Linked DNA regions of Rattus norvegicus: region 2 is linked to region 1. A link is a contact called in public Hi-C data. All regions are on one chromosome and are shown on one strand. The core of a region is the stretch at or near the end of the contact, and the rest is flanking DNA. Distances in the headings are between cores, read along the strand shown.

Region 1 (4,994 bases), core at 201-2,700:
TGTCTGCATTTATGTGCCTATATTGAATGTGTGTATATGTTTGTATAAATATGTGTATGTGTTCTTAGGGAGTATTATGTGGGCCACACCTAAGGAAGTAGTGCATCAATTGAAGGACACAACAGAGGTTTCTGCCTGTGGTTAGTTTGGATGGCACGCGACACCTGTTGCAGTGGGTACAGTATAAACACACCGTGATGGGCTCTAACCGGCCTGAGCAGATCTGGGCTTCTTAAACCACCCCGAACAAGTTCATCTCTTAGGGGAAAATGAAAATTCTCACTGGGACCAGTTTGGAAGGGATCTGGGTTCTGCATATTGATGACATCACAGGAGCTGCCTCCACTGATGCAACTGGGGTCTGATGACTTCTCTGGGGTCTTCAGGGTCTGAAGCAGGAAACTTAGACACACTGGACAGTCAGCGAGGCATCCTGGAAGGGGCAGACGATGAATGTGGCTGAGGCTGGCAAGCACCTTATTGTGCAGACAGAGCAGGCAGTGTTGGAACTGGAGCCCAGCCTATAGCTGTCCAGTGACTCAGCCAAGCCTGCTTGGAGGGCAACAGGCTGGAGACTGATGCTGGGGGGCTGAGCTAGGCCTGAGGAGTCTCCCTGCCACCCGTCCTTGTTTATTGTTGGATATCCTGACTCCCAGCAGGGAAGCTCTCCTCTCACAGTTCCATATTTATCTCTGAGTCTTCAGGGAAAGCAGAGAGCTGCCTCCCACAGCCTCCCAGGGCTCCCTCCAGCAGGCTCATGAATAAAGATACCTCTCCTAGGAGAGATCTCCAGGTTTTCCCTCAGGGGAGGGCAGGGCCAGTGGTACTTGAGAGTGGGACTCCGGTAAACCAAAGGGTGGTGTCAGGAGCAGAGTGGGGATGCCACCTAAAGCACTGGAATCATTTCTTCACTTGATGCCTCAGTTTCTCTGCCTACAGACCAAGAACTGGAGCAGAATGCCCGAGGGGCTCCTCCCTTCCAGGTGAAGCTTTACAGCCATTGATCCCGAAAGGAAGGAAAATATTTTCTAACTTCCCAAGCACTCTCCAAATACAGGGCAGACCATGAGTAGCTCTGGAAAAGTACAAGGGAATACAGTTTAAAAAATGTAGTTGATTTAACCTGTCCCATTCAAAACCCACCACACCAGTATCATGTCAACACTGAATCAACACGAAAGCTGTTAATGAGATGTTCTTTTTGGGTGGGGATGGGGGTGAGAGGGTGTTTGAAATCACTGAACTCAGCTCCGCCTAGCCACATTCCAAGTGGGAATGCTAACAGAAATCATGTGAAGCTTTTGTACCAGAGTAACACCTTCCTTTTCCCTAAAAAATTGCTTCCTGTTTCCTCTTTTCCAGTTACTGTGCATCAGAGACACTGCAGAAATTACCCTGGCTTTATGTAACATTCCCGAAATGTTTGTTACTTCAGCAAATCCTAACTCCTGCTCCCTAGAGATACATCAATATTTTCCCTTGCTCCAAGAAGCATCAGGACCTCCCCCCCCACCCCCAGGGGCTGTGTTGTCTTAGAGCAATGGGTGAGCTATAGGGGTCATGTCAAACCCTGGGCTGCATTTCTGAAGTGTGACTATGAGCAGAGCTCTGTGTTTCTGAGCCTCAGTTTTGGGGTGTAAAGATGTCTGTTCCCTAAGGGTAGCTGGGAGAGTTGATGCAATAGCTTATGTAAAGCATTTGTAAGATGCCAAGCGCAAAGAAGATGCTAAAAAAAGCGACCTATTCCCAGTCCTCCTGCTGTTGTCATGTGGATACTGGTTGTAGAATCTATCTCATAATTTGTAATGTCTCTGAAGACTAGATGTGGACATAATTGGCTAGAAAGGACACAATTGACTTCACATTTATTGACACATGTCATTTTAACTCTTTTGGTCTGTTTATTTTAGATCCCACAACAGACTTAAAAGGTCAAGCTTGTAGATGAGGAAACAGCACAGAGAGGCAATGTTACTTCCTAAGGTCACACAGTAAATGGCAGAGCTGAGATGCAAGTGCCCAAAGGCCAACTGCAGAGCTCCCTGGTAGCACATGAATGAAGAGATTTCTGACCTCAAGTTCTGCGATCGTGTAGGGCAGGGATCCAAACCCAGATTTCATCAAACAGAGTCCCATCACTGGTATTTACAGATTTCCATTTGCCTGTAACCTGTTACCAGTCCTGCTTTTGGCTGCCCTGCTGTCCAGGGCTTTCTTTGGGAGGGAATGCTGGGTGTGTCATTCCCAGAAGACCTCTGACACTTCTGGTTCAACACCAGAGCTTAGACTCTGCCAACTTTGATCATTTCTTTTGAGGATTGTACTGGCTGGTTTTATGTGTCAACTTGACACAAGCTGCAGTTATCACAGAGAAAGGAGCCTCAGTTGTGGAAATGCCTTCATGAGATCCAGGTGCAAGGTGTTTTCTCAACTAGAGATCAAGTGGGGAGGACCCAGCCCATTGTGGTGGTGCCATCCCTGGACTGGTGGTCTTGGGTTTTATAAGAAAGCAAGCTGAGCAAGTCAGGTGAAGCAAGCCAGTAAGACACATCCCTCCATGGCCTCTGCATCAGCTCCTGCTTCCTGTCCTGCTTGAGTTCCAGTCCTGACTTCCTTTAGTGATGAACAGCAATGTGGAAGTGTAAGCTGAATAAACCCTTTCCTCCCCAACTTGCTTCTTGGCCGTGATGTTTGTGCAGGAATAGAGACCCTGACTAAGACAAGGACTATACATTCCTACCCTGCAGCCCAGATGCCTCCTCAGGAACCTACCTGGGTCAAGCCCTGTGACTGTAGTAACTGGAGTGCTAGTCCAAAAAGCTTTTTAAGCAGTGGAGTTATCTGAAATATGTGGAAGGATGCCTTCATGGCAAAAGTAGTGTGCCCAGAGGGGTGTGTGTGTTTGTGCACATACCTGCCTGTATGTGAGTGTGAGTGTGTGTGTGTGTGTGTGTGTGTGTGTGTGTGTGTGTGTGTGTGTTGTAGAGCTAGGCTGGAGTCTGAGTGGGCTTTCTTTTATTTAGATCCAGCAGTCAGCCCAAGCCCACCACTTGGGGGCAGCACTGTTTTTGTGCTAATATACAGTAAGGCCTTCTTGAAGCTGGACTCTTAGTGAGATGCAGGTCAGAAGAATTCTATGAAGAAAGGCAAGTGAACAGCAATGAGTCTTCTGAGCTTGGGCCTTGAGAACTTTCCCAGTTTCGTCGAGTATCCAGTCTCAGGTATTTCAATCCTATATTGATTATAAGGAGTCCTGGGTTCTGCCCACACTCTTCCTGCTGGGTACCTTACCATCCACACTCCTTGATGGTTCCCACTGGTCCTTTGTATCTCTCCTCAAAGGAAACTTCAGAGCTTCTTCCCAGAGGTTTTCCTTTCAGTCTTAACCCTGTAGCAATCCACCCTCTGCTGAACCAGTGATGTCCTCTCTGATGGATGACGGCATCCTGAATCTACCATGGTAATGTACCACCCCCACAGCTCTGCTATAATGCCCTTCAGAGAATGCTCGGCCTGACTTACTTATAGATCATCAGTGCTTTAGAGCACAGAGTCCTGAATTAACATTTCCTGACTGATTCAATAGCTGAAGGTGGCCTTTTCCCCAGCTCTGCTGCAGACAGACAGTTCTTTTCTTAGTCTCACTATTAAATTAAACCAAGAGGGTACTTTTAAGGCCAATTTCAACATTTCCGTTCATAGTTCTTTCTGAAGGATGGTTTGCTGAAGGACATGTGTGGCATATGCTTTTAAAAACACACATAAGCTCTTCAGTGCAGCTAGTATTTTCTCCTGACTATAAAGACAAAACACATTTATGAACACAAAATCCGAACCACAGTGACAGAGGGATAATTATCCAAGGCCCTACCACTGACGGGCATCCACCGTTCACAGTGAATATTTTCTAATACTTGCCCATTGACTTGGTAATTATGTATTGAACACTGGTAATGTTTCAGGCCTCAGGGACTGAGAAGTGAATCATACTAAGAGCAACAAAAGCCACACCATGCACACATTCTTCTCATGTGTGTGTGGATGCACAACTCAGTGCCAGCTCAAAGCAATCTGCCCACATGTGTGAAGTATAGTTATGCTTTTAAATGCATGTTTTCACTTCCTGCTACGTTGTTTAAGTCTTCATATCATTGTTTTTTAAAGTTAATTAATTTATTTATGTACATGCATGCTCTATCTGCATGTACATCTACATCCCAGAAGAGGGCATCAGATGCCAGTATAGATGGTCGTGAGCCACCATGTGGATTCTGGGAATTGAACTCAGGACCTGTAGAAAGGCAGACAGTGCTGTTAACCACTGAGCTGTCTCTCCATCACCACATACCATTGGTTTTAAATAATTGGTTAATATTACTGTGCATACATGCTATATAATTTCCTTAATAAAATATTTGTTTATTGGTTTATTTATTTGCAGTGTAGTGCCCGGTTCCTCATGTGTAGTTGGCCAGTTTATTGAGCTACACTTGAGTTCTCAAGTAATGGTTGAAAACATCACTGTCACTAAACCTTGGTAAAATAATTCCATTTATAAAATTGATCTAGTTATCTTCTAAGCATAAATTACCAGCAAAGAAATGAATACAGTTGACTCTTGACCCATATTATCAGAGGATCATGGGACAGTTAATCAAGATACTCATTCATTTTACATAGCCTGGAGCATTAACACTCTCCTTAATCTTGCTTTTGACTGGACAAGAATGATGCTACTTCAGGATAATAGCACTCCCATATTTCTCTGACTTGTAGTGAGGTTGAACATCTTTTGTATGTCTCTTGGAAAACCATAAGCAACTTTCTTTCTTTTTCTGAACAAATAAGGTACACCCAACTTGGTGCCCCCGGAACACACATGGTCCAGGGTATCTAATTAGCACAGAAACCCAACGAATACATTTGGAGATGATGTCATACCAGTGTGAAAAAGTAGGACCCCGTGGCAAATCCATTTTTCTAGATGACTCTTG
Region 2 (5,572 bases), core at 358-2,857, 98 kb after region 1:
TCAATGCAGCATTTTCTGGGGGTTGTTTAGCTCCCCGATCTTGGTGAGAGGACACTGGTGAGTACGGTCTACAATGATGCAGACCCCACCCCCATGACACACGCAGATGGAGACACTTTAAATGATAATGGGCTAAAATGAGTTTGCACAAGTTTCATTTTAAATTTGTCTCAGCCTAAAATTCTTTTAAACTAAGGGGAAAAATATGTGGATATAAAACTCCCTGGCTTCTCATGCCTTCAAGTGGGATGTGGCTCTCAGACAGTGTGTACTTTGTGCCTTCCACACCCACCAGCAATTCCATCTCAGTTTAGTCTCCAAAATATGGACAGGAGGGCAACTCTGGAAAAATGGATTCCCACTCTGGCATTTCACTGAGTACATTCGCGCAGAGATGAGCTCTCTCCCTCTTCCTGCCTGTGAGAAACATCCCTGCATCTCTACCCCCTGCCCTTACACATTCTCACACCTTGGAGGGTATATTTTGGTAATCTGTTTTTCCCTCAAACAGGGTTTGACCTTGTGAAGACCCCTCTTCCACTTTCCGAGGCAGGAACAACCCAATTTAAGTTAAAAACACAGAACGACCTTTTCTCCTTTAAAGCAACATTTGCAAATGCAACATGCCAAGGGGTGCAGTTCCCAGCCCTGCATTCCGGAAGGCGAATGCGGAATGCAGAGTCAGGTAGCTAGCTAGTTAGGTCTTCATACAGCCACTCTCGACTCTGCTCAAAATCAAAGATGCTGTAGAACAGAGCTTTGCTTTTCTTAACAATTCATCATTGCGACGAATAGGGAAAAGAAAAAGAAAATAGCATTTTTCCAAGTACTAAGCAATATACTTGTGTGCCTAACTCCTTGGGTTTTAAACACTAGCATCCTGCATAGCAACCAATCCCACACCAGCCTCGTCCACTCAGTTTTACTTAGCAAACACCTTTTGTGCTTCTCCACCGTGAAAAAAAAATGGTGCACCAATCCCACGTATAGACAGGTTGGTACTTAACTGCAACCGCTCAATAGTTTTATCAGCAACTGGGAAACTTCACAGTCGTATAATTAGCTACTTAAGTCCGTCTAAGGAAACCTACCTATTTGTAGTCTTATACTGAAAAAGCTCCTAGTCTCACCTGTCTTTAATCTAGCCGAAGTCCCCTGAACACGCCGCATATAAACACTCCTTCCCCCACCGCATTATTCCAAAAGGTCCCCTATGAACCAGCAGCACATTCCGACCCACTAACGTTAACCAAGGCAACTGTCACCATGCATTTAGTAACATCTATGCAAAGCAAAATATGTGACAATAGCCCAAGCATCTCTTGACAATCGGCTGCGCTACACATGCAAAAAATGCAACGAAGATTATATTTTCCACTTACAGTTATAGCGCTGTGCACCGTCACTTAAGGAAAATGATAAAACTAAACAGTTCTTTCAAAAAAATATATATATTTAATTCAGACTAACGGCTAAACCGTCTCTGTGAGTGGTTCTCTCTCGCTTCTTTTCTGGGAGCTCCGGGCTGCTTAAATCCCTCTTGGATTGCGCCTTGCAAGCCCAGTGGCCGCTGCAACACGCTCGGGTGAATCTCTGCTGCAGATTGGGAATCCCATAGAAAACCTAGGGTCCCTGGAGCTGCGTGCGCAAGCGCGCGAGCCTCCACCTCTCTACTCCCCCCGCCCCCTCGTTTCTCCCTCCACCCTCCTCCTGCCGCTCCGCAGCCCAGCCTGGAGAGTTGTGACCAAAAGCCGCTTGGCGATGGCGCATGCTCAGATGCAGGGCTCGGAGTTTTTGCAGATTCCTAGGCTCCGGATTTTAGCAGACACTCAAAAGGAGATCGGGAAAAGGAGCCCGGCTAACTCTATCCCTGTACCAGGATGGGAACGAGGTAGGGCAGATGGTGTTCATTCACCACTCCCTGAAATTCTGGGGCCAAGTGACTGAAAGCTATGCCAGAGGAGACAAGAACACGTGGGCTTGTTTTCCTCTCTGCACTCAGTTTTAGCCCAGCCTTTGACCACCTCTTGTCAGACTGTAGGATGAAGAGAACTGCAGAAATCGCTGGAGAAGGCTGCCAGGCGAGCCCTAAGCACCTGCCCTTGCGCCACTGAGAGAATTACTGGAGAATGGGAGCCAAGTGTCTGGTGGCTGGGCCATGTAGAAGCAATGGGTGTTAGAGAGCTGGTCTTGAGGCTTCTGAACCTTGGTGACTATCCACGAATGATGAAAAGTGCCATCTTTTATACACAAAGCAGTTACATACTGAATATTCTTTGCTTCGGGCAAGGATTAGGTGTGGAGAGAAAGTAGCCAATAACCCTTCAGATTCAGGTTGAAGGTTTGGGGTTTCACCTTCCTCATCATCCCTAAGGTCCTTCCTAAATGGCTGTCCTCTGCCAGCTCTACCCCGCTGCCCATTGGCCTGCCAAAGCCTAGAAAACTTGGCAAAGAGTAGTGCCTAGTAAATGCTGGTGGCTTCTCTACCTGGAAAGCAAGGACGAATTCTCAAATACTCCCAGCTGATGGGGTTCTCCAATTTACTGTTTCCCTCATTCTCTGATTTTTCTTTGGAGTACCCACTAGCAGGCACTGCCCTGTGTTTACAGGGTTGATGGCGTTTATGACAATCTGTCTAGAGTTTCATTCTTGTGGGAACTTCATTTTCAAGGAAAGGAGGGTCTGGGAACCTAATGAAAACCAGTGTTTTCCTTTATCCCGGTGCTCTGCGTTTGCCCACGGTCTTTACACACCTTGGTACATTCAGAGAAACTGCAATTCCTAGAGCGCCCCTGGTGGTCAACCAGCTTTAAAACGGTTGCCAGGCGGCAGCAGTCTCCAAATTGGGAGAGCGACTTGGAATGCATTTGAAGTTACTAAGGCTGGCCAGAGAAACTGGGAGAGGGTCTCAGGCCATGGCACTAAGCAGGTTCAAAGCTAATCTCATCCAGCTCAGGAATGAACGCTCTTTCCAGGCCAGACTCCTCAGAAAGGTGCCAAAGACAGCGCACCTTCAGGAATCCCAGAACAGAGGTAGTGGCCATCCCCTCCCTGTAGAGCTCTTCCGCCACGTGTGGGTGACAGTGAAAACCAGGGGGCTAGGACAAGGCACGCTGCAGAGCCGAGCACGGAGTGAATCCCGAGGCGCCCGCCCTGCGCTCCCAGGCCGCAGTGCGCACTGCGCAGTAGGGCATCCCCGCGGGCTAGGCGGGTTCTTTCGGTTTCTCCCGAAGGACTAGTGGCTCAAGTCCGATTTGAATAAGTCGCTTTTGTTAGCCAGGGAGATCACCTAGGAGAGTTTTCAAAGCAATGCCCCATCTTGTTTTCCCCACTGAGGCGGTCTGGTGTCTCCTTGGAGAACAGCCAATGCACTGCAGTCTGTATTAACTGAAGGGGTCACGATGTTATTTCTCAGCTTTAACCAGACCAACCAGCTTATTGAGTCCCAGGGGGCCCACTGGTGACAACATTCAGTTTTAGATAAATTACTTTGCTCTGTGCTTAGGGAAAAAAAATGCACATTTGACTTTAGTTGCTTGTTCTCAGAAAGCAGGCTGTTGGTTGTGTTTTCAGAAATAATTCCGTTGAATTCCACAGCGTTGTGTGGTGTCCAAACTATGGCATCTTAATCTAGTCTTCACTTACAATGTTATACCCACTTTATACTACTAATATGTTGGGTCGTTTTAAAAATTAAGTGGTTTTTATTGAGTTACAGGGGTGGAAGACCAGCTCTAGGAGACAGTAAACACCGGCCAGCAGAATCAGAAAGATGTCTTCTCTTCCAGATTGTAGATTTGAGGTAGGACTGTCCAGGGTTTCAGCGTGAGTCCTCTACTGTCTCCTCTCTCATGCAAATGTGGGTGTCCCTAGTGACCATGAACTACAGCAATGATATGTAGTCCAGAGATGCTATGTACATAAGGATACAGGACTGAAATACAGCCTCATGTTGACTGAGGAGTGTCATGTACATGACACCACTCCTTTATATCAAAAAGTCAACTGGCAGCTTTTATACACGTTGGGTATTCGCGATGAATATGGGATGGGATGAGTATAAGGAAGGCTAGTCAGGAAGATATTATAAGGAGGAAGAGGTTTTTTTTTTTTTTTTTTTTTTACAGATACTAGATGAATCCTCAATGGGTCAGAAACAATTGAGGAGTCATTTTCCTTTTTCTCCTTGCAAATTATACTCTTAAAATTGTACTGCACATTGACCAGTTATAAAGATGTATTTATGAGATAGGAAATGATGCTATTCTATAAGTATGGATGTATACAATGTAAAGCAAATGCCCCAAGCTAATTAGCATATTTACCACCCCACATACCACTTATTTCTACAGAATAACTGAAATGTATCTTCTCAGCATTTATATAGAGGTTTGTTTTTTTCTTTTTGGTTTTACTATGTAGAACAGGGAGACCTGGAGCATACTATGTAGCCCAGGCTTACCTTGAACTTGCAACAATTCTCCTGCTTAGGCCATTCAAATATCAAGATTGCTGGATGAAGTACCATAGCATCTTGACAAAGTATATTCTTTAGAGAAGATTCTAGAACTTCTATTTCATCTTTATTCTAGATTAAAATAAATAAACAAAACAAAACCAAGAATAGCTTGTAAGTATACACAGCTCCATTTAACATTCCCACCAGCTTTAAGAGGAGCACAGGAATGCTAATGAGTATATGAAATGCCATCAGAACAAGCAGTCAAAGCCTGTGGGCCTGTGACCTCATGGTGACATTGAAGTGCTTGTGTATAAAATACATAAGCTAGCTTGACATGAAAGTATTCAGAAAACTGGGAGAAAAACTAAGTGAAGGACATAGCAAGGCAGAGAAAAGGGACAGAGGTGTAATTTAATTTAATCAACGGGAGACATTCATTTAAATTGACAAAGAATAGTTACAGTTATTTTTGTGTGTGCATTTCATAGATATAGTGCTAAGCAGGTCATTTAAACTAGCACATCTGCACCTTACTTCATTAAACCATCACTGAAATCCTATGAATCTTCTCTTCTGACTCCAATCCATCCTCCACTGCACAGTTCAGCCTTTCATGGTTGTCTGAGATTAGTTTTTTTTCATTCCTTTTTCCTTTGGTATGTGTATTGTATGTATACACGTGTGTGTGTGTGTGTGTGTGTGTGTGTGTGTGTGTGTGTGTGTGTGTGCCTATCCACATGTGGTCATGCAGATAGTCAGAAGTCTTCTTTGGGTACTGTTCTTAGTCACTATTGATTTCATTCATTCACTCATTCATTCCACCATATTTTATTTTGAAATGGGGTTAGTCACTGAAACAGAGGTTCACTAACTGACTGGACTGGACTCACTTTCTCCAGCCTTTTAGCTCTGAGGTAGTTATAGTTCATTGTACTCAGCTATTTTTATGTGGGTGCTGGGGAATTGAACTCATGCATGTGGGCCAAAAGACCTCCAATCTTTTTCCATTCTCACAATTACTCTCACAATTACAAAATCATTACCTTTGTGACTAAAACTATTATGTAGTGTCTCCTTTTAATCCAATCCAATCCATACAGAATAAATGAA

Evidence for each region. Hi-C and Micro-C count contacts between places; a contact is called where the count stands out from the background.
Region 2: a contact with region 1 is called in a Hi-C map of frontal cortex, with 2.5 times the contacts expected there. The contact joins the promoter of Vsnl1 here to the enhancer-like site in region 1. A contact is called at or near these places in 4 of 12 Hi-C or Micro-C datasets (frontal cortex, kidney, liver and 1 more).

The regions. Positions count from the first base shown.
Region 1 is chr6:39,779,606-39,784,599 of GRCr8, forward strand. All of the region lies in intron 2 of Vsnl1 (visinin-like 1), which reads right to left. Among named protein-coding and RNA genes, the nearest start is that of Smc6, 84 kb to the left of the region's middle. Within about 2 kb of position 1,451, at least 23 of the 93 cell types and tissues checked have an H3K27ac peak or open chromatin away from gene starts, as enhancers often do.
Region 2 is chr6:39,876,949-39,882,520 of GRCr8, forward strand. Vsnl1 (visinin-like 1) reads right to left here and starts at 1,608. Exons shown (of 4, transcript NM_012686.2): 1 at 1,383-1,608.